Linked DNA regions of Mus musculus: all the other regions are linked to region 3. The links are chromatin contacts, called in public HiChIP or PLAC-seq and promoter capture Hi-C maps. All regions are on one chromosome and are shown on one strand. The core of a region is the stretch at or near the end of the contact, and the rest is flanking DNA. Distances in the headings are between cores, read along the strand shown.

What was found. Promoter capture Hi-C pulls out the DNA fragments that hold promoters and counts their contacts. HiChIP or PLAC-seq counts read pairs in DNA pulled down with a chosen protein or histone mark.
Region 1: an H3K27ac HiChIP or PLAC-seq map of bone marrow-derived dendritic cells shows a contact between it and region 3, with 4 times the contacts expected there. The contact joins the promoter of Clcn7 here to the promoter of Metrn in region 3. A contact is called at or near these places in 1 of 484 Hi-C or Micro-C datasets (embryonic stem cells), 6 of 115 datasets of contacts at active chromatin or transcription factors (acute myeloid leukemia, bone marrow-derived dendritic cells, bone marrow-derived macrophages and 3 more) and 2 of 9 other capture datasets (macrophages and pancreatic islet).
Region 2: a contact with region 3 is called in an H3K27ac HiChIP or PLAC-seq map of T-cell acute lymphoblastic leukemia, with 4 times the contacts expected there. The contact joins the promoter of Igfals here to the promoter of Metrn in region 3. A contact is called at or near these places in 9 of 39 promoter capture datasets (the HPC-7 cell line, cranial neural crest, embryonic stem cells and 4 more), 9 of 115 datasets of contacts at active chromatin or transcription factors (the SCID.adh cell line, T-cell acute lymphoblastic leukemia, acute myeloid leukemia and 6 more) and 1 of 9 other capture datasets (embryonic stem cells).
Region 4: a promoter capture Hi-C map of embryonic stem cells shows a contact between it and region 3, with 4 times the contacts expected there. The contact joins the promoter of Mapk8ip3 here to the promoter of Metrn in region 3. A contact is called at or near these places in 8 of 39 promoter capture datasets (the 3T3-L1 cell line, cranial neural crest, embryonic stem cells and 3 more), 3 of 115 datasets of contacts at active chromatin or transcription factors (astrocytes, bone marrow-derived macrophages and embryonic stem cells) and 3 of 9 other capture datasets (adipose tissue, liver and pancreatic islet).
Region 5: an H3K4me3 HiChIP or PLAC-seq map of pro-B cells shows a contact between it and region 3, with 3 times the contacts expected there. The contact joins the enhancer-like site here to the promoter of Metrn in region 3. A contact is called at or near these places in 2 of 115 datasets of contacts at active chromatin or transcription factors (fetal liver and pro-B cells) and 2 of 9 other capture datasets (adipose tissue and liver).
Region 6: a contact with region 3 is called in a promoter capture Hi-C map of hippocampal neurons, with 4 times the contacts expected there. The contact joins the promoter of Jpt2 here to the promoter of Metrn in region 3. A contact is called at or near these places in 3 of 39 promoter capture datasets (hippocampal neurons, liver and pre-B cells), 5 of 115 datasets of contacts at active chromatin or transcription factors (bone marrow-derived macrophages, embryonic forebrain, embryonic midbrain and 2 more) and 1 of 9 other capture datasets (adipose tissue).
Region 7: a promoter capture Hi-C map of the HPC-7 cell line shows a contact between it and region 3. The contact joins the promoter of Fahd1 here to the promoter of Metrn in region 3. A contact is called at or near these places in 8 of 39 promoter capture datasets (3T3-L1-derived adipocytes, the HPC-7 cell line, HPC-7-derived erythroid cells and 5 more), 4 of 115 datasets of contacts at active chromatin or transcription factors (T-cell acute lymphoblastic leukemia, astrocytes, embryonic forebrain and 1 more) and 3 of 9 other capture datasets (adipose tissue, liver and pancreatic islet).

The regions. Positions count from the first base shown.
Region 1 is chr17:25,132,026-25,135,332 of GRCm38.p6, forward strand. It overlaps Clcn7 (chloride channel, voltage-sensitive 7), which reads left to right and starts at 1,366. Exons shown (of 25, transcript NM_011930.4): 1 at 1,366-1,589. The coding sequence starts at 1,452.
Region 2 is chr17:24,876,997-24,880,026 of GRCm38.p6, forward strand. Igfals (insulin-like growth factor binding protein, acid labile subunit) reads left to right here and starts at 1,751. Exons shown (of 2, transcript NM_008340.4): 1 at 1,751-1,828; 2 at 2,957-3,030. The coding sequence starts at 1,813. Gm41549 (a long non-coding RNA gene) reads right to left here and starts at 1,073. Exons shown (of 3, transcript XR_876682.3): 1 at 1,000-1,073.
Region 3 is chr17:25,795,765-25,798,729 of GRCm38.p6, forward strand. It overlaps Metrn (meteorin, glial cell differentiation regulator), which reads right to left and starts at 1,281. Exons shown (of 4, transcript NM_133719.2): 1 at 1,101-1,281; 2 at 477-877. The coding sequence starts at 1,198.
Region 4 is chr17:24,935,385-24,938,285 of GRCm38.p6, forward strand. Mapk8ip3 (mitogen-activated protein kinase 8 interacting protein 3) reads right to left here and starts at 1,593. Exons shown (of 33, transcript NM_001163449.1): 1 at 1,153-1,593. The coding sequence starts at 1,470.
Region 5 is chr17:25,048,560-25,051,716 of GRCm38.p6, forward strand. Ift140 (intraflagellar transport 140) reads left to right here. Exons shown (of 30, transcript NM_134126.3): 16 at 1,715-1,883. Among named protein-coding and RNA genes, the nearest start is that of Tmem204, 31 kb to the right of the region's middle. Within about 2 kb of position 1,467, at least 2 of the 459 cell types and tissues checked have an H3K27ac peak or open chromatin away from gene starts, as enhancers often do. A contact at or near this core is called in pro-B cells, where this site is marked.
Region 6 is chr17:24,959,268-24,962,422 of GRCm38.p6, forward strand. Jpt2 (Jupiter microtubule associated homolog 2) reads right to left here and starts at 1,356. Exons shown (of 5, transcript NM_198937.2): 1 at 1,301-1,356. The coding sequence starts at 1,344. It overlaps Cramp1l (cramped chromatin regulator homolog 1), which reads right to left. Exons shown (of 21, transcript NM_020608.3): 21 at 1,959-3,155.
Region 7 is chr17:24,848,937-24,851,812 of GRCm38.p6, forward strand. Fahd1 (fumarylacetoacetate hydrolase domain containing 1) reads right to left here and starts at 1,366. Exons shown (of 1, transcript NM_023480.3): 1 at 1-1,366. The coding sequence starts at 1,165. The coding sequence ends at 482. Hagh (hydroxyacyl glutathione hydrolase) reads left to right here and starts at 1,554. Exons shown (of 9, transcript NM_024284.2): 1 at 1,554-1,732. The coding sequence starts at 1,657.

The sequences.
Region 1 (3,307 bases), core at 116-2,615, 660 kb before region 3:
TGTGCTGTCCTAGTCTCCTCCTCGGAGGAACCCCAGTCTTTCCTAATTTGGCACTTCAGGGTGCCACGGTCCACCCAAGTCGGTTATGGGGGTCTCTGGAATGAGGGTCCTCAAAGCTAGGTGGGTAAGGATTCGGTGGTGACAAACAGAAACAAACACAGAGGCAGTTTGAATCTGAGTGCATTTTGCAGCTCTCAAGCAGGGGATTTTATACATTAAAAAACCAAACATTACATCTCTTAGAAACTATATCCAGTGAAACAATCACAAATACCAACAAAAATCATTTGGCACAGTAAAGCACAAAAATCATCCAAGCATTACAACTCTGAAACTATGCATTCAGTGAATCACAAACAGTACAGGTAACATCATTATTAATATAAATCATCAAAATATAACAATTCTAAAAGGATGTATTCAGTGGGGGCTGTTGTCCAAGTCTAGTGGCTTATTTCTAGGAGCAGGTTAATAAATCTTTAATGGTCAGTGCTCTTAACCACTGAACTAACTCTCTAGCCCCATGGTCAATTACTATTTAACATCTAGTATCTGGGTTTTTTCTTTTTCTTTTTTAACAAATCTTCAATATGTAAATTCAAACTATTTTAATTCTTTCTAATTAAGGCTTTCTTTACCATACACCAAAATCCACCTCCGATGACACACGTGCAGCCATATGAAATTTTATTGTTGGGAAAGTTTTTATCTATCGTAATAGTTTTGTAAATGATTTAGAAAGTAAGGCATTGTTTTCCCGGGGGATAAGGTCATGTTAGTGGCCCCCATCTCTAGGGTTGGTTTCTTACCCATTATTCTTGCTTAAGATCTTGGCCTAGGCTACCAGGAACATGTAAATAAGAAAAGGAATAAGAGAAAACAAAACATTGCCATAAGAACTACCACTCAATATTTTTTTCTCCGGCGAAGAGTTCCACACCGGTTCCAGGAGGCCTACCCCTTTTGAGGTCAATAGCCTCAGTTTGTGGAACTTGTCATACAGATCCTACTGGAAGTGGTGTGGCATCAGGGTCTCAATCCCTTTCCCGGAATTGCAGCAGTTTGGCTGCCCTTTGAGCACAGGAAACACATGAAGCCAACTTAGTTGAGAGGGACGATTCCAGAACTTTTACAGGTAGTTTATTTTTTTTTTTTCCATATCATCTCTTGGAGGACTAGGCGTGCATCTCGGGCTGGTTCTTCTCTGGAGTTTGGGTCACTGCCTTCAGTGAAGACACTAATTGCTAGGGATTTTGAGTTCTAGGTTTCTACCCTGGGCTGCAACGACCAGTGAACCACAATTCCCAGGAGACTCCGCGCTCCCGGATCTTGCCGGCCTCCGTCGTCAGTCACGTGGGCACCGATGATAGATCACGTGAGACCTGGGCGCGGGTCACGGGAATGCTGCCGGTCTGCCGGCTGTTCTTGTTGAGTTTGGTCCTCAGTGGGCCATGGCCAACGTCTCTAAGAAAGTGTCTTGGTCCGGCCGAGATCGCGATGATGAGGAGGGGGCGCCACTGCTTCGAAGGACAGGGCAGCCTGACGAGGAGACGCCGCTGCTGAACGGAGCTGGGCCGGGCGCGCGCCAGGTGAGGCCCGCGGGCCGGAGATGCAGCCGCCGGGATCGCTGCGCCGGTCCTCAGTGTGCTGGCGGGGCCCAGAGGGAGGCCACGGTGCTCTCCTCTGTTATTTTTTTGAATCCTGGAAGACTTTTATTTTTGATAGCCTCGCACTCATAAACCTCTTCTTTCTTTCTCTTTGAACCCCTTCTTCCCATCTCGTTCCTCAGTGGCTACACCATCAGAGAAAATGATACCCTCTCCTCCAGGAACCGTTGTCGCTGACTTTTCAGCAAGAGATCCCAAGACTTTAACGTTGCTTTTGTTTTTTAATTTTACTTTTCGTGGTGAGGGTCAAGCCAGGGTTTACACATACAAGGCAATCATAACGACCTCAGCTCTGCACCCATAGCCCTTGACGTTTCAAGATAAGGTCTCACAGTGAGACCACCAATGAATTCATAATCCTGTCTCATTTTCCCAAGAACTTGGAAGGCCTGGACTACACGCTTGGTAGTTTTCAATTTAAATGGCAGAATTGTGCTTTCGGTGAAAGTGCCTGTCTCCTTTCTCACAGGAGTAATTCCAGACGTTTGGGACACAATTGCAGTGTCAAGCATCCCCACTCATTTTCTCTTACTACCTAGTTGAACTTGGAATGTGCAGCCAGACATGATAAGCAACAAGTCAGAGGCCAGAGTGTGCTCAGCACTGCGAACAGTTTGTGCCTTCAAATGCCTAGCGTTTAAGACCGGGACAGGCTTGTTTACTTGTGTGCTTTTGCTTCTTTTGCCTGTGTGCATCGTGTTAATTTTGAGTCAGTTACTTATATCAATTCCTTGATGTTAGTCTGTTTTATAACTGTCCTTTACCCTTCCTCCTCCTGATGTTAGAGGTGTCTTAACAAACACTCCTGCTGTTTTAAAGGCTAAGAAGAGCACAAGATAGGGCTACCGCATCAAAACTTACATTTAGGCTTTCTTTGCTAGACCCTTGAAGGTGCAGTGGACAGTGAAAGTCAAAGTCAGCTCCTTGTTGCTGGGAAGCAGCTCAGGCCCTTTTGAAGGACGTGTGCTTGTGACTCCGGTCTGCAGTAGTGATCAGAAATAAGTAAGGTGGTAGAGCTGTGTCTGCCTCCCTAGGGTGTTTCTGGGTGGTGTGATTTGTTATCCCTGTTGTAAAGAAAGTAACCTTTGGGGAAGGGGGCTATTGCTGCTCTTGGAGAAGACTCAAGTTCAGGTCCTAGCACCCAGGTCCAGTGGCTCAACCACTTATAACTGTAGTTTCAGGTGATCTGACCACCTTTTCCTCTCCTGGCCTCCACTAGAGAGGCCTCCACCACACACACACACACACACACACACACACACACACACACACACACGTGTCTCTCTCCAAAAAGAAAGTAACTTTATGTTGGCAACTGGTTTTTAAGAGAGGGAAGAATTTGGAAACTGACAGAGTTGAGTTTGGGCTGAATACATGTGGGTTGTTTTGTTTTTATTTATTTTTGCTTTTCTTTGCAAATAGACAGAGTAAAGAAAGAGTTGATCTTTCCCCCTAAATACCACTATAGCTTTTTTTTTTTTTTTTTTTTTTTTAGACAGGGTTTCTCTGTGTAGCTCAGGCTGTCCTGGAAGCTCAGGCTGTCCTGGAACTCACTCTGTAGACCAGGCTGGCCTCGAACTCAGAAATTCACCTACCTCTGCCTCCCAAGTGCTGGGATTAAAGGTGTGCGCCACCACGCC
Region 2 (3,030 bases), core at 501-3,000, 920 kb before region 3:
ATCTACCAGTCAGCGAGGTACAGGGATAGAAGTGTTAGGGAGGACATACACTTCCCTGTGGACACTCAAGTGCTGCCTCCACAGAAACACTCACAGGCCCTTCAGACCTCGAAAGTCACCATTCACAGCTTCACTGGGTGTGGTCCCGGAGGGAGGCGCTGAGTGTCCAGCCAGGACAATTGTACCATGATGGCTGCATTTCACTTGGATGATGCCTGAAGAAACATAGGCTCTGTCTGTTGGCATATTCCAGGCTAGACACAGGGCCCAGGGAAGGCACCAGGAGGTAACCCTGGATAGAATAGCAGAGTTGTCGGGGGTTACGGCTCTTCAGTGGCTGGGCCTTGTGTTCCTGTGTGGTGTGGTGTGGTGTGGTGGCAGCACTTCGCTTGGGTGAAGCAAGCCTGGCAAGGCTTCCACACCACATGAAGCAGGGCTTGGAGACAGGAAGAGATCCTAGTCCAGCAGGGCCCACAGGGACTCAGGCACTGCTGGCCCCTGCTCTCAGCAGAGGCTGGCTACTGGCCCCGCAGCTCTGCTGAGACCGCACTTTTGCTGTGTAAACTGCTCTGTGGCTCTGGGCGGAGACTCCCTCCCTGCCGATCTATAATTTCTCAGAAAAGAGGCTGAGGAATAACATGGAAAATGCCCTAGACATGGGGAGGCATGGTGGGAGCCACAGCCCCTGACCCTCCCAGACCTGCCTACTTCCTCTGCTTGCTTAGAGATGGCTCCCAATGTCCCCCAAGCCCCTGAGAAGCTGTTCTTTCTGAAACCCAGCACTGCCTTGCCTGGCCCCTCCCGTGTGCATTCCCCCCATCCCGGGCAGGGCAAAGGGACAGAGCTCAGGCAGGACTGGCTGGAGTGTCCGTCAGGTCACAGGTTTCAGGCCCTGGAGGAGGAAGCTGAGATGTGGCTCCGGCAGGGTGAGTGGAGCCAGGGCCAGGTTGAGGGCCCCACACATGGCCCTCCTGCCTCCCCCTGGGGCAGCATGTTTACCTGGGGTCTTTGTACACAAGGAAGTAGTAGGTTGTTAGGCCCTCCATACTGTGGAGGCCAGCAGAAACTGGCTCTGCCCCTGAGGCTGCGGTGCCCCACTGTCTTCCTGCCAACCCTTTTCTAGGAGGACTGTGCTGGGGAGAGCAAACACGAGGTAGCTGGTGGCTCTGCCAGGTGTTCCTAGAAGAGGCCCTGGGGGAGGGGCGGTAGCCAGCCGTCAGCTGACCTAGAGGTCACAGGAAGACTGAGACTGGGCCTTAGACAAACCCCTGGACTGGGAGGCACAAATGGTGGGCCCACTTAGGCCTAAGAAACCCCAGGTCAGAGAGCATTCGAGAAGTATAGGCAAGGCCTTAGGAAACAGGGCAAACTGTTTAAGCCTGACAGAGCCATCTGCTCCGTATAGAGGTGAGTGGGGGGAATTCCCAGGAACCCCCGAGCTCCCTCACCTTAGCTGAACCTACTGGGAGACAGGGCCCCCCCTACACCTACCTTGAGCACCAATCCTGAAGGTCTACTCCACCAAGCCTCTACCTCCAACACCAGCAGAGGTGGCTTTCAATTGCTCCCCCGCCCCCCAATCCCCGAGACTTTGGGGCGGACAAAGTGCCCCTCCCCTGCACCACCCGCATCCAGAGGAGCTTCTGTTGAGACTTGTTGCCCAGCCCTAGAGGGTTAAAGGAGCCAGAGTGTGGGGCAGGGCCAGCTGAGGGCTGCCAGCTACAGGCAGTGGGGAAATCCACTGGGCAGCAGCCTGTGCTGTAGACGGCCCTTGCTCACTGCCTGCCTGCGGCCAGCTCTGTACAAGGAACAATGGCTCTGAGAACAGGTGAGGAATCCGTCTCCCCTGCCACTTGCTCTGAGGGTAGCTGGTCCTCAGCCAGAGCCCTCTGGGAGAAGCCGCAGTAGGCTTAACTCAGGGTGGGCTGGTGGGAATTCTGGGTTGGGTCTTGGATACAATTCCTGGCACCGGAGGGTCTCGGTTACTTTCCCCCTTGGTGGCGGCACTGTGGGAAAGGGCCAGATGAAGGCAGGGTAGGCAGAAGAAACAAGTACCTCACCCCTGGGCGCAAGGTGCAGAAATGGGGCTCATTGCTCCCCATATTCTGGTCTCATAGCTTGCTGAGATGGTATGCTGCACACAGCCCGAGATCCTTCTGGCTACCGTTTCTCTTAAGGGCCTGGCCCTGGGTGAACGGGAAAATGTCTTCTTCCTCGTCTGCCATTGGTGTGCTCCCACAATGCCTAGGGCTTCCCCCACTTCCAAACCACCGTTACACAGTCACACCAGATACAAACTGCGCAGGTGCGGGACAGTGTCGTTCTTCCCAACTTGATCTGGGGTTCTCAGCATACACCCGAGGCAGATTAAGTTGGGGTGCTAGCTGGGTTCATGTGATTTGACGCTTGGTTGAATGGACAGTTGGGGTTTTCTAGACCCCCACTCTTCTACCAGTAAGGGTTATAGCCTTCATATAATGGGGAGCAAATAAGGCACGCTTCACCCATATGAGGGCCCAACAGGCAGGGAATGCCCAGCTTGCTGCCTAGCCATTGAGGACCACAAATGAATATGCTACCTGGGTCTATATCCCCAAGTATTCTGCAAGAGTCAGCTCTTGGACTGCACTTCGATTCTGTTTCTCAGCCTGGCTGTTGTACACCCTAGAGGACACAGCCTGCCTAGTGGCCAGGGCCCAGGTTGCCTGGAGAGCAGGGTGATGTGGGAGACCCAGGCCCTCTGTGCCCTTGCAGTGCGACGGGGATCACCACTTGCTGGTTCCAGGGTCTGGGAAATTGAAGTGGCTTCAAAAGATAGGACGTGGCTGTCACCAGTGTTTGCTTAGTATCAAAGTGGGATGGTGGATGCCATCTCTTACAATGGCTGAGGGTTAGGGAAGCCCAGGGTTTGGTTCATATCCTGGGGGCATCTCCTTGCCAACCCTTCTCCCCACAGGAAGCCCAGCCCTGGTGGTGCTTCTGGCTTTCTGGGTGGCACTGGGCCCCTGTTACCTGCAGGGGACAGATCCT
Region 3 (2,965 bases), core at 31-2,530:
TACAAGTTCCAGAAGAGCAAAGCACTGGGCCTGGTGCCCTGCAGGGAGGCAGGGCAGGCAGTCTCCATGGTGACGAAGAGGCACACTGGACTTTTGTTGGCTGGGCTTGGGGGGAGGGGAAGGAGGTCACCACCAGGCCAGGGAGCCCTGGACAGCCTTGGCCATAGGCTTTGATTCTGCCTCAGCTTAACCCTTCCCCCAATCCTTCAGAAACCAGAGACCCAGGGCTGGCCTCTCGGGCATTTGCCCCCTCCTGCTCTTTTCCTAAACCGAATCTTTTAAGAGGAGGAGGAGAGAAAGGCGGGGGCACTTCCAACTCACCTCCTTACGACCTGGAAGCCACTATGCTCTCCACCGGAGTGGCCTCTGTCAAGCTACAGAAGGACTCTCCATGCAATGGGGTGGCAAGGCCCAGTCCCATCAGGTCAGTGTGGAGGGCCAATTTCTGACACCCAGCCAGTCTCATAATCACTCACCATCCACACCAAGACCTTGAGCCTGGGGAGACATTTCTGCACGTTGGTCCTCGTGCAGTTCAAAACGGAAGGCAGCAACTCTGCGGCTGATGTCGCGGTGTGGTGTGGCCTGCAGGAAAAGGGCTCGGCGCTCGCGGGGACCCCAGCGCATGCAGCGGCCCCCAGCCAGGTCCGGGCCCTCGGCCAGTAGCAACTCTAGATTGCCGGTCATACGTTCAGCGAAGACCTGGGCACCAGCGAAGGGCCGCTCTGGGCGCAGACAGACGATGCTGGGCCGTGTGCCCGGATCGGGGCCGCCCAGGGTCAGGCGCAGCGCCCCAGCTGGGTACAGCCACTCGATAGCGCCCTCAGTACAGTCCAGGGTCAGCTGCCCCACGCTGCCAGGCTCCTGGGTCAAACCGCTGGGGACAGGACGGTGGTTCTCAGGTGGGTGACCCTCGTTCCCTAGCCCGCTCATCCCTTTTCCCGCGGCTACCAACATCTGCTTCTACTCTGTGTAACAGGACATTGAAGTCTGCGTTTCCTCAGTTCCAAGTGGGAGGGAACCCTCCAACCCAAGAAGTAAATAAAATAAAATAAATAAATAAATAAACCCACAACCCTCCCCGCAGTCCCTCCTGGTACCTGCCCCTCCAGCTGCAGCGGTCTTCCGAGTAGCCAGCGTGAGCGGACGCGGCCAGGAGGCCGCAACAGAGCGCGCAAAGAAGCGTGGCTACCAGCATGGTTAGGGGACGCGCCGGGGCCTCGGACTGCTGCCCCGGGAGGGTCGGGGCCGCAGCGCGAGCAGCCCGCGGCGCGGCTGCCCGGCCCGGCGCGTCCCCACAACCGGCGACCCCTCGCCGCTGCCCCCTCTGAGCTCCGGGGCTAGGGGGCGGGGCCTTTGCTCTCGGACCAATCGCCACAAGCCGCAGAACTTTCCTCCAATTGCAGCACCCTCGAGGGGGTGGGGCGGGCTCAAGGCGGGAGCTCGGTCCAAGGCAGGGTTGATGTAGAAAGCGCTCCTGTTTCCCCATTTGGAGATCCCCAATAGGAACGTTTGGTGGGTTGGTGGGGTTCGCTGTCGACTGGAATCTGGAAGGCTGTCCACCCCTTACCTTCAGTGGACCTCGGGGCAGTGGGACTTTGTAAGAGAAGTAGTAGAGTCTGCAGCCAAAATCTGAACACTGGTATCCTGCTGCTGGTACTTAAGGAAAAGAGATTAAAACCCCTGTGTTACTGCATCTCATAAGGGAGGGTACAGAGGGCCTGGAGCATGGAGCTAGGCCAAACCTTCGGTTTGGGGAAAAGAAAGAATACTGGCTAGGTCTGGAAGGAGTAGCGTGGGTAGTGTGGATCTCCTTCTGCCACCATACATTCTCAGACCTAACTACACACTCCTCCAATGTTAAATGGATACTAAGAAAAAAATGAGGCGTTCTAGAGGACCTGCCTAGGGACCCACCTGACTGACAAAGCCTGGTAGTCTGCCGGTGCCAAAGTACAGGCCATTCCTACAGTCAAGATCAACCGAAAGGGAATCAGAAAGATATCCCAGGCAGCCTGAGGATGTAGCTAGGTTATAGAGCACCTACCACACAGGCATACACCCCTGGCTTTGATCTTTAAAATAATGTTAAACTGAGAGTGTAGTGGGTCTTGCCTGTAATCCCAGCGGGCAGGAAGTAAAGGAAGCAGCTCAGATGTTCAAGGGCATCCTTGGCTCCATAGTGAATTCAAGGACAGTGTGGGCTACATGAGAACCTCTTTTTTTTGTTTTGTTTTGTTTGTTGTTCATTTTTAAAAAAATATTTTTATTAGATATTTTCTTTATTTACATTTCAAATGTTATCCCCTTTCCTGGTTTCCCCTCTGAAAATCCCCTATCCCCCCCCCCCCGAGAACCTCTTAAAATAAAATAGAGCCACTGTGAAACCCCCCAATGGGGAAGAGCTTCCTTGGAGCAGCTTGTCCTTTGGATCTGACCGAAGGGAGGGTGGAGGAGATGGAAAATAGAAGAAGAACCTTGGCAGGTCCCCAAGGATCTCTCTCTCTCTCTCTCTCTCTCTCTCTCTCTCTCTCTCCCACCCCCAGGGCTCTGTTTCTGGATCCTCCAGGTTCCGAGTGAAACCCTTCCGGTTGGCCTGGACCTGCGCTCAGAGACAGATGAGATCCAGTGATCCCACTGGCAATCTGGGGAGGAGCTTCAAACACTGACTACTTTCTCCTTGCCTCCCAGGCCCTCTTTGACCAATAAGAAGGCTCAGATGGCTCCTTGCCCCAGTCCAGAGAGTCAAAATGACACAAGGTGAGAGTGACCAGAACTTTCCTGATGAATCAGTAAACACAGTGTGGTGTGACTGTTCTTGGAAGAAACATTACATATGGGCTGGAGAGATGGCTCAGCGATTAAGAGCACTGATTGCTCTTCCAGAGGTCCTGAGTTTAATTCCCAGCAACCACATGGTGGCTCACAACCATCTGTAATAGGATCTGATGCCCTCTTCTGGTGT
Region 4 (2,901 bases), core at 343-2,842, 860 kb before region 3:
TCCTTTCAAGAGCTGGGTCTTCTGCACAACCTAAGCCCCACGTACACTCACTGCTCCGTCCAGCTTGTTATTAAGCTGGAAGGCAGAGGCATCCTCCCCGGGGGACAGTGTCAACACTCAAGCAGAAACCATTTTACAAGGATGTAACTTTGCCTTACCACAGTACACCTTCATTTTCTTCTTTTTCTCCACATTAGTGATCTTGACTATGTAAGTATGGAGGCAAGGGGAAGAAATAATACCCAAGTCCTTTGCCAATGTATCAAAAGTCCCCAGAGAGTCAGGGCTATGGAGAGTGGTATCAGGCACAAGACAACTCCAGGGCAGGTCTAGAAGGACCAAACACTGCAGACTTCTAGGGTACTGCCCCACTAGGCAGCAATATGAACCCAGAAGGTAAGGCTTAAGCTGTTGCCAAGGTCTACCCTGTTACTTGGCCTGTCCTTTTGTCTGTGGTCAGTGTGTGACCTTGATCTAGCCCAGACAGTTTCTGGAGCCAGTTCCCTGTTTCTGAGGTCACCCAAGCCCTCCTCACATCCTTTGAGGCTTTTGAATCCCCCCATATGTAGAGAACTTGATTAAGCCAGTTATGTGGTGCCCATGCATTCACAGCAAAATCTTGACAATCAAAAGGCAAACCATGGAAAGTATGAATGATTCAAGATAAGCAAAGCTTTTATCCTAGCTGTGATGCAGGGCCACTAACTTAATAAGAAGCCAAAATATCAAGATCGACTCTTAATTTCAATAGTAGTCTCTAAGACTGTGTCAAGTCAACTTCACTTAAATGGAATTTAACCTCATATAAGAAGGCACTTCCCATCATAAACCGAAGAGCATTTATTTCTAGAATTGTAGAATTCTGGGCTTTGTGATTCTAGGGCAACTTGCTCCAAAGACGGGAAGGAATAAAACCCAGAGCCAGCAGGCGGCAGCCAAGGTCAGAGGACAGCAGGAATGGGGGCCCATGTCTCCCGGACTCTGCACAGGCTGTGCTCTAGGTCCCAATTGGATGGAGAAAGTGGCACTCCCAGCAGCATCGGCATCAGCATCAGCATCAGCAGCATACTGCCGGCTGAGCCGAGCTGGCTGCTCCACGCTACCCACACCGTCCCTCACCGTCCCTCTCCGCGGCGGCCGGGGCCCACGCACCTCCTCGGCCTGTTTGCGCAGCGCCTTCTCGCGCTCGTATTGCGTGAGCAGCTGCTCGTTGTCCTCGCGTAGGAGCTCCAGCTCCACCTCGTGCTCCTGGTTCTCGCTCAGCACCGAGTCAAGGTTCTCCAGCACGTTCACCACCAGCGGCATGAGCTCCTTGACCACCTCCTCGTCATAGCAGTGAATGAGGCGCTCGAACTCGCGGTAGATGGAGCCCGCCAGGCCCGACACACGCTCCGACATGACCGAGCCCGAGCAGTAGTCGTCTTGGTACACCACCACTCCTCCTCCCTCGTCCATCTGGATCTCCATCATCGCGGCTACCGCCGCCGCCGCCAGCGCGGCTCGTTCCGGGGCCCGAATCCACGGGCCGCTGTCACCTCAGGCAGCCGCTACCTTAGGACGTGCCGCCGCCCAGGCCGCGCCCGTCACTCCCTTGCCGGAAGTCCCGCCTGGCTGCGGGGGTGGAGCCCCATCCAGTTCCGCCCCGAGCGCCTTGACGCTAAAGGAACGTTTCCGGCTGCGTTGCTGGTGGCTCTTGAGGACGTAGCTCAGTCTGATTGGAGTGACCTGGATGCTTCTCTATCTCTGTCCTGTTTGTCTTCAGACCTTTGTCATACATACTCTGGCCACCCTCAACGTTCACGCGACATGTGTCGCTTGCCCTGTTTCTGGTTGTTTCCCGCTCTGCTGGTTGCTTAGTTCCATGCAGTGCTTCATTTTGCACAGGACACCAGGTTCTAAAATCCTTATGTGTGGCGGTACTTTTGAGACAGAAATATAAAGCGAGTCGATCTATATGTGTTCATTTGCTGGGGACACCATGAACCTGACTTTGAACTACTTGCTTTTTTTTCCTCTTTCTTTTTTTTTTTTTTTAAATTTATTTAATGTATTCACCGTTGCTCTCTTCAGACACACCAGAAGAGGGCATCAGAACCCATTGTAGATGGTTGTGACCCAACATGTGGTTGCTGGGAATTGAACCTAGGTCTTCTGGAACAACCAGTGCTCTTAACCACTGAGCCATCTTTCCTGCCCTTGAACTACTTTCTTGCTTACGTGGTTTTCCCGGTCCCCAAAGCCTTCCAAGGCAGCTCAGATTCACATCCTCTTAAAAAAAAAAGTTACTTGTTATTTTATGTGTATGTGTTTGGTTGTATGTAGACTTGTGCATCACACACATTCCTGGTGTCTGTGAAGGCCAGAAGAGGGCATCTGAATTGGAGTTAAGAAGGTCAGTTGTGAGCAGCCATATGGATGGCCAGAACTGAACAGAGGTCCTCCCCTCTAAGAGCAAGTACTCTCAACTGCAAGCCACCAGATCTTACTCTTAACCAACACAGTCCTTCTTGTAGCTGAAGTCCAGAGCACTTAAAACATTCCTCACAATTTCATATGCAAAGTCTTACTGTGTAGCACTGGCTGACCTGGAACTTGGTATGCCTGGCTTCTGCCATTCAGTATACACCATTACCTGGGGCTATACTTCCCTCATCTTTCCAAACACATAGATAAATACCTACTCTAAGAGATTGTTTTGTAACATGCCTCAGACCTTAGCACAACTCACTCCATGATGGAAGTCCAATTCAGGCTGTAAAACTCGGCATGTAGATAGCACCACCTGCCAAAAGAATGAAAACAGACCCAATCCCTCAGTGTGGATAGTTCTGAGAAAGTCTCTAAATTCCTAACTTTGCTTTTTGGCTTCTGTAGTTCTGCCTCTGACTAACTGTTCTTGTT
Region 5 (3,157 bases), core at 217-2,716, 750 kb before region 3:
AGAACAGCATGTGCCTACTGTCCAACTTACTAAGCTATATTTTGAATTTCAGAGTCTCCCAGAAGTTACTAAGTAGGAAAACAAAATGGTAAAACCAAGGTGTGAGCCGCTGAAGCAGATTTAAGCTCATGGCCTCTGTTCCAGAGTTGAGACTATGGGACTGGCTTGGTAGAATCTCATGAAATATAGAGTTGCTCTCCCCCAAACATCTCCAGAAATGTCTCAGAGCAGAGTGGCCTCAACCCTACCAGCAACTCTGACAGGAAAAGAGGCGCTTGCCTTTGTAGAGAATGTGTTTCTGGAGAAAATAAGAAATGTCTTTTTTTTTTTTTTGGAGGGGGGGTTGATGTAGCATGTAAATGCAGTTTCTGCTACAGAAAGTGTGTTCTTGGGACTTGAAACACAGGACTTGGCTCCCATCTGTATTTAATTCTTTGTGGCTTGGGTCAGGTGCGAGGTGTGCCTGCAGTTTAGTCAGTGCAGAACACAGATGACATGGGAGCCCCCAGGCTTGCCTTGGCGCTCACGGAGCTCACGGGGAGCTGAGGGGTGGGCACGCGTGGGGCTGCTTTCCTAGCTTGTTTTTCTGTACTGTTATGCTGCTGTTGCTGTTTGTGTTGTTTGATGGACTGATGCTGAGGATGCCTCTCAGAGCGTGGTGTGTGCTATGCAAGAGCCCTGGCCCTGAGTTACACCCCAGCCCTAGTCGGACTTCAATAGCTCTGGCAGGTCCCTCTCCTTCCTGGTTCAGATCTTCCTGCATGGCATACCCTGAATTCTTCCTTTCTCTCCCTGAGTCCTGCCCGCCCTTCTCTGGAGCCTCCTTTCATCCGATCGGTCTTCCTCTCATCTCTGCTGATGCCTTACCTCAACAATTCTTTCTTTTCTTTCCTACCAAGTGAGCCACTGGTCTACTGCTTCAGAATGTGGGTGCCCCTCAGACTGACAGAGCCCCAGTCCAGTCCAGAGCTACGAATCTGAGACTGACCTTTTCTTTATCCCCCTGCCCTCCTTATCTGATGAAATGTCTTCTGATTCTCCACTCTGCCTGATTTTCATGAGTTCTCTTTCAAGAACAGGCAATATCCTCTGCCTGTTCAGCTCTCTGGCCAGACTCCTCATAGTGCAAAGGGCACAGCTTATAGGCCCTTGGTATGACACATCCTAAATTCTGTGCGTGGCCTGTGGGCACACCTCCAGTGCTGCTGGCGGTGGCATCTGTGAGAGATCTGTGTTTCTTGTAGGAGTGGGTCCTGTATAACCGGTTACAAGAGCCACTGAGCCCCAGCACTGCCATCACACACAACCTGGGTTTGCTGCGCTCCTCTCAGGGTGGCCAGGGTGGCATGACTACCTCCCTCCATTCTACTTTCCTCAGAATTCTGCCTTTTGCATGTGATTATCCTGTCTTCATCTCCCAGATGGCTGAGACTAATGGCGTGTGCCACCATGCTCATTTCCTGTTGAGCTCGCCAGTCTTTGCCACCTGGTTCATTGAGCTCCTTGGATCCCCCTAAGCTAGTCTTCAGGAACCCTTTCTCCCCGTTTCTCAAAGTCTGCAAGGATGTGTTCCGATAGAATGTGTGGTAGTAAGTGGCCCAGAGAGGCTTCGGAGGCCATACTGCTGGCGTTGACTGACAGCAGCGGGTGTGGGCGGCAACAGTGGTAGAAGTGCTCTTCTCTGAGTTGGGGCTGGGTTTTCCTTCTGTTTCAGGACCCGTTCCTTTATGGACAAGAGCCTAGCAGGTTACACGCCGGTGAACCATTTCTGGGATCAGAGTGAGCCCAGGCTCTTTGTGTGCGAGGCCTTGCAGGAGGCCCCTGGAGCCCAGCCACAGGCTGTAGACAAGCAGCCCCGTGTAGAGGAGGGCACATGCCACAAGGTACCTACTGCTTTGCTATGTTACCTGTTTAGACATATATGGTCACCATTTGCCAGATAGTATCTTCCTGGCATAGCTTATGGGATAGTTATTGGGAAAATTCATTCATGAATAAGATCATTGTGCCACCAAGGTCATTTCCATAAACCCTTGCCTTGCAGTCCTACCCTGAGCCACTTTTTTTGTCCTCCAAATATTGATTTCTAGATTTTCTTTTTTTTTTAAAAAAAGATTTCTTTCTTTATTATTATACATAAGTACACTGAAGCTGTCTTCAGACACACCAGAAGAGGGCATCAGATCTCATTACGGTGGTTGTGAGCCATCATATGACTGCTGGGAATTGAACTCAGGACCTTCAGAAGAGCAATCAGTGCTCTTACCCACTGAGCCATCTCAGATACAGCTCAGTCACTGCTCATCAACCTGGCCTCCGCCACTGTCTCCGCCCTCCCCAGCGCCCACCGTCCCGTAGGCTTCGACCTCCATGTCGATGTGCTCTTGGTTCTGAACAGCACACTCTGAGGGACTGGGACTCTGATACTTTGCGAGGCTTATGTTTTTTTTTTATTAGGTATTTTCCTCGTTTACATTTTCAATGCTATCCCAAAGGTCCCCCATACCCTCTCCTCCACTCCCCTACCCACCCACTCCCCCTTTTTGACCCTGGCGTTCCCCTGTACTGGGGCATATAAAGTTTGCAAGTCCAATGGGCCTCTCTTTGCAGTGATGGCCGACTAGGCCATCTTTTGATATATATGCAGCTAGAGTCAAGAGCTCCGGGGTACTGGTTAGTTCATAATGTTGTTCCACCTATAGGGTTGCAGATCCCTTTAGATCCTTGGCTACTTTCACTAGCTCCTCCATTGGGGGCCGTGTGACCCATCCAGTAGATGACTGTGATCATCCACTTCTGTGTTTGCTTATGTTTTACAAGATGTCAGCTGTGCCTAAAAAGTACAGCAGTCTGTGTGCCTCTATAACCTACCTTCCTCTCAGAGAAGTTTGCATGCAGAACTCCCAAGTAAGTCACCACAGGGAAGCTCACCCTGTTGTTTAAGGACTCACTTTTCTGATGGAGGCCTTCTCCTCAGCATGGGGAGTCTGCCCTGAGACCATCTAAAATCAGTCAGTGCCCTGAGAAGATCAGGAGCAAATCCTGTCCGTGATCCTCAAATGCCAGCGTGGTAAAATAGACCAGAGTGGTTTCTGAATCCCCGGGATGAAGGAAACACCGCCAGACTGCACACCCTGAGAAGGACTTGAGAAGAAAA
Region 6 (3,155 bases), core at 106-2,605, 840 kb before region 3:
TAACACCAGTGGAGTGGAAGGTTCTAGGGCCAGATTAGTCAACTCAGACTTTAGGACCAAATCCATAATTCCAATTACTTTTTCCTTTTGTAGTACCCTTTAAATGTTTCAGTAGAAATACTCAAGTTATCGAGAAAATATAAGGGATATAGGCAAAGATGAAAAGCCAGAGTTCAAATGAACTATGGCACTGGAGAGAAAGAAAATATCGACGGTTGTCAGCGCTCCCAGGCCTCCCTGGAATGATGAGTTTCATAAGAACTAGGAACTAATGAGAAAATCTGGGACAAAGCCATGAGAAATAGACCGGGTGGGGGGTGACGTGTTCTTCATGGTTAGTAATTTTTGTGGATGAATGACAGTAATACCATAACGCTTTTACAGTTCAAACATCTCCAGCACAAGAAAATCCCTCTGCTGAGGAGACAAAAGACAGGGTTAGACGAAAGGAAACCCTGGAGTACAGACAGACCTTACAGACTCAGGCTTTGTAGCAATCAGTCGGACTATGTGCTGCTATCTTCTCCAACCTGCCTAAGTTGCCATCCAAAGCACGCTTTCTATCTAATATGGCCCAGACTGAGGCTTCCAATTGCGCTTCATTATCCAGTTAAGGTAGCTCCCCTTTCCCCCTCATCCCGCTATCAAGTGGGTATTTCCTCCTTTTCCTAAATTCCTCTCCATGGACGCCTACTCAACAATTAACTCCTGGAGCTCGTAAAGTCATTCGAACACCAGTTTCATTTTATCAACTCAAATGGGGATTTCCTCCTTTTCCTAAAATCCTCTCCATGGACGCCTATTCAACAATTAATTCCTGGAGCTCGTAAAGTCATTCGAACACCAGTTTCATTTGATCAACTCAAAGCAGATCAGACAGAAAGCCTAGAGGAAACTGTGTAGGGAAGGTCCCCGCCCAGGGTGTAGCAGTCAGTAGTGCATCCAACAAACACCTGGTCGTGGGTTGGGTCTGAGAACGCTGCCGCTACTCAGCCACATTCAAAGGTCGTCATGACCAACCAAACTGGACAAGGGAAGGGCTCAGGAAGCGGCAAACAGCTCGGAGCGCCCGGCTAGCGTCTGTCCTGAGCAAGCACTTCAGGAGAGCCACGTGTCTTAATCCCGCCGCCCGGTCTCCACTCCGCTCTAACCCCACAGCCTTCCTGCAAGGCCCTGCGGGAGAGCGCGCACAGTATCCTCAGGGGAGCCCCGCGCCACACCCACCGCACTTGTAGGGTCTCCCGCCCGCCACGTGGCTGCGGCTATGCGCCCACCCGGGCCCCAGCACCGGTCCGCGCACCTGGAACCCGACTTGCCAGCTTGGCTGTCCGCGCCCTGGAACATGTCGGCCGCCGCCCCGCGCTTTCACAGCCGCCGCGCGGCGGTTCCCGCTTGGTCCCGCGCAGGTACCCTGACCCGCCCAAGCCAGTTGGACGCCTCTCGCGCCAATCATGTCTCTGCAGCCTATCGTAGAGTCGTGCCCCACTCCTCCCTCCCGCCCCCAAGGAGAGGGAGGCTTGGAGGCCCGCATCGCGCTTACAGCCGATTGGCTGCAGGGGGCGCCTCTCATGGCCTCAGGCGTGGGCATTGGTTCACAGCTCGCCCCACCCCCAGCCAACACGCCTCCGCATGCGAATCCGCATTTTCTGGCCGACCTATCCCGGGCTGGATGGCACTAGGAAGTTTCTGGCCGGTGGTAGCGGAAGGCTTCTTTGGGGTTACAGCACCTTCGGGAGGAAAGGTTCATGGAAGCGCACAACATACCCATAACAGAAGCAGCGAATTCTGTAATGAATTCCGCATTCAGCGGTCACTCAATCGCTGAATCTCTGATGCCTACCTGTTTGCTCACCCTCACCTCCAGGGCACCTCCAGGCCTTAGAGCTCATCTCATTACACTGTGCCTGTTGGAATACCCTAAGCATACTGGCTTTGAAAGCAGGCACAAAAGACAGACATTAGATGAAGTATTAGTATGTATTTATGCACAATAAAAACATTTACAAGCCGAACTGGAAATTTTAGCCGAAGTTTTAACAGTTCTTGTTTATTAAATAACCAAAACACCTTTTATTCCCAAAAAATTGGTAAAGAATAAATAATGTAATTTACAATATGGTACAAAAAATAATCAGAAGGACAGGCATTCTGCTTTATACATACACTGTATATTTATAGTCTATAAAACAAATTCACATCTCAAGCCGGAAACCTCAGATGATATGGCTTAACGATTATCAAAGCAAACAGCACTGAGCTCTGCCTGCTGGGGGCACCCCTCCAGCCAGTGATCTTACGAAAGAATAAGGGTCTGGCTGGGGCAGTGCTTCCAAAACTGGACTGACCACACCAGGCTAGCCTCTGGGAAAGGTATACTGTGGGTTTCTTTCCTTTTTTAAAGTGTTTTTTTTTTTTTTTTAAATTAAGACAAAGTACGGTATTTCCTCATGAATGCATCTGGGAGATTTGTTTTTAAAGTACATAAAACAATTTCCTTCTAAACTTATTTTGACCATTTCTAATAATATGGTTTGGTTAAAAATGCTATTGAACTGAATGACACCTCCCCTAGCAGAGGCTATCACAAGGAATGAAAAAGAAGAGGAGGGTAGGAAAAAAGGTTGACCAACAGATGAAATGTCCCAAAGTCCCACTCCCTGAGCAAGTACTATGCCCGACAGGATCTATGGACTTCAGCTCGCCTGAGCATCTTCTCTAGGACACAATCCATGCCAAGCACCAAAGATACAGGTTCCCCATCTTTTAAAAAGATGAATCAACATGTCTAAGAAACATTAATATTAACAAAAGATTTTCTCAAAGAATGACCGCATGTAAGTCACACTAAGTTCCAATGAGGAGAGGAAGCCCGAGTGAACGCCAACCATCCAAACTGATGGAAGGAAGAGAAGGAAGATGTAGAACCCAGGAGCCTGCCTTGCTGTTTTTGTTTTGTTTTTTAAAAAACTCTAACCTTTAGCAGTTTTCAGGTTTTATGCATGGATATTTGCTTACGCTGGGAGACGTTGTATCCACTGATTCTCTGCTACAAATGCCACCATTTGTCCTTTAATGTGGCGATGATGAGCAAACCAGTATGGCTGGTGAAGAACCTTCTGGAATCTTGTCAGCTTCCTTACAGTAACGCACCAGTC
Region 7 (2,876 bases), core at 116-2,615, 950 kb before region 3:
AATTATCTTCCAAACTCAGAAGCCACACCCAAAGTAAACAAGGCAGGGCTGCAGCAAGAGCTCACTTAACAAAATTCTTATCTGGCTTTGAGGTGGAGGACTTTCCCAAGTAAAAATCAACTGGAGTGCTCTGTACAAACAGCTTTCCTAAAGGCCAACAGCATTAATGAGTTACTTCCTTTGCACTTTTAAGTCTGGAGGTATAGACTTCAGAATGATTTATTGAAAAGTCTATTCAGTTCAGTTTTAGAAAAGAAAACTACAACTTCTCAAAGTTTAGTTTAACATTGCCCTCTTGGGAAGCATTCTATATCCTTTAGCTTCGTTGTTCCTGTTTCTATTTCAGTCCCAGGTCTTTTAGATCACGTTATTTTTTAAGGATTCATCTTTTTTGACATGTCTAGCATAATTTTTAGATTTTCATTATTAGTGTCATTTATTTCCCTTGCTTCTGTCTCCCTTCCCCTTTGGCACTCTACTCTCAGTATTCTGATCTTTTCACCTTGAACCTCATACTAACCACCCCATCTATGCCGGCCTCGATCTCATCGTTTTCTTTAATTGGCCCAACTCCCTTTGGAGTCCCGGTCAAGATAAGATCTCCTTCTTCCAAGGTTATTATCTTAGAAACATAGCTGATGATGTAGGGGATGGAAAAGATCATAGATGATGTTTTGCCCTCCTGCCTGAGCTCTCCGTTGACCTTGAGCCACAGTCTTAGGGCATGAGGGTCAGGAATCTTCTCCTTGGGCACGAAGGCACTGACCGGGCAGGAGGACGTAAAGCTCTTAGCCAGGGTCCACGGCAGCCCCTTCTTCTTGCACTCCTCCTGCACATCTCTGGCAGTCATGTCCAGGCACAGGGCATAGCCGGCCACGTAGTCCATGGCTGCAGCCTCCGGGATCGCTTCACCACGCTTGCCCAGAAGCACTCCCAACTCCACCTCGTGGTGGAGGTTGCGGCAGTAAGCGGGCATTAACACCGGTGAGCCCTCGGGAGCGTACGCGGTGGACGGCTTCAGGAAAAGCACAGGCTCACTCAGCACGGTGCTGCGCATCTCTTTGACGTGATCTGCATAGTTCCTCCCCACGCAGACGATATTCTTGCCCCACTCCCAGAAACGAGACAGCGGTTTGGTGGAAGCCATAGTACAGCTTTGGGTCATGTGACCACCGACTCCCCCGGACTACGGCGGCCTCCAGAGGACTGGCTTCGGACGCTGTCCAGGTCGGAGCGGCCCCGCCCTTCCTTGCGCAGCAGCGGGACGCTGAGGTCAGCGAAAGGTCTCTGCGTGCAGGCGACTGCCCCAGAGAGACGAGGAGGCTCACGCTCAGCCTCCTCCAACACCCACTTGCAGACCGAGTCTACAGGCCAAGGCTGCTAGGGCAGCTAGGGAACATTTTGGGGGGGGGGGGCAGGAGCTACTACTGATTGGCTAGGGGCGGCGCGGCGGTGCGAGACAGGCACTGGTTGGCTGTGAACTCTATGGGCGGTCACTGATGGATTGAGGGCGTGGCATTTTGGTAAAGAGCAGGAGTTGGTTGGTTGGGAGCAGTAGGAGGACGACACTGATTGGTTGCAGTCGCCAACGCCAGTGTTGATGCCCACGACGCTGGTGTTGCGGACTCCGCGACCCGGCTGTGCACCCCGTGGGTCATGGTGCTGGGTCGCGGGTCGCTGTGTCTCCGGAGCCTGTCAGCGCTGGGAGCCACCTGCGCGCGCCGTGGTCTGGGTAAGTGTGTCTAGGTACTGACGCGGCGCGGCCGGGTGCTGGAGGCCGGACGTCGGTTGGGCGAGCCCTTGCTGTTTCCAGGCGCAGGTGCTGAGCGCCGCCGGGCGGGCGAGAAGCGGGGCCGGGCGTGTTGAGGGCCTTGGAATAGGCATCTGGCGCTGGAGGGGTTCGTGGCCCGGGATCGAGGCAGAGGGCTGGCACCTGCTCCCTCCTGGCCAGAGTCCGACTCCAGTTTTGGGGTTGCGACTTTAGTTTTTAAGTCGGCTTTTCCTCTTAACGTCTGATGTGGCGACAGTGGGTTGCCAAAGCCCCGGAGCTGGCCAGCCTGAATTCAGCTAGCCGGGAACTTTGGAACAATCGTGATTGAAAGTCTATGAACCATCTTTATTAAGAAGTCCGCTCGTTGAGAACAGAAGTATGGGTCTCCATTTAAGGGATACCCCTTAGTGTCGCTGCTGAAGGCTGTTTAAGAGCTAGGCGATTTAAGAGCTAGGTACAATAACTACTGAGCAGCCGCTCAGCTTTTGGTGCCGCAGAAGCCCTCCTGGTGAGAAGAGGCAACTCTGAAACGTTTTTTGACGTTTGAGCAATATAAAACGTGTCTGTGGATTTGACCTCAATTCAAACAGAATGTCCCTAGTTGCAAACTAAGGAGCTGGGAGCGATGAATTCCTTCCATAGGAGTGATCGCATCTTCTTCAGAGCAGTCAGGCTCTCTTCCGACTAGAGTGGGTTGAGCACTGGTAATAACATGATCTTTATCCATGCAGGTTTGTTGTGTTTTACCAGGAAGTACATAAAAGGGCTCGTATTCACCTGTTTCTCACCCTCCGCTGTCCATCGGCGTGGATAGTGCTAGGGCTTAGGGGAATTCAAATATTACAGAAACCTGATCTTATAGAAATGCTTATTTTGCTGAACATGAGAAGGGGTCTGGAAAGTGCCCAGCTGTTGTGCCAAAAAAGGAGAAATGGGGAGCAGGGTTGTGACAGAGCACTTCCCTAGAATGCTTAAAGCCCCAGCACCACAAATTCAGACAAAAGTACAGTGGAGTCCCTTGGTCATTTGCTGCCTCCTTGGCCCACTCCAAGACAATCCTTCGGTGATAAGTTCTCTGCCCCTCATGCTTGAGTCCCAAGCAGCA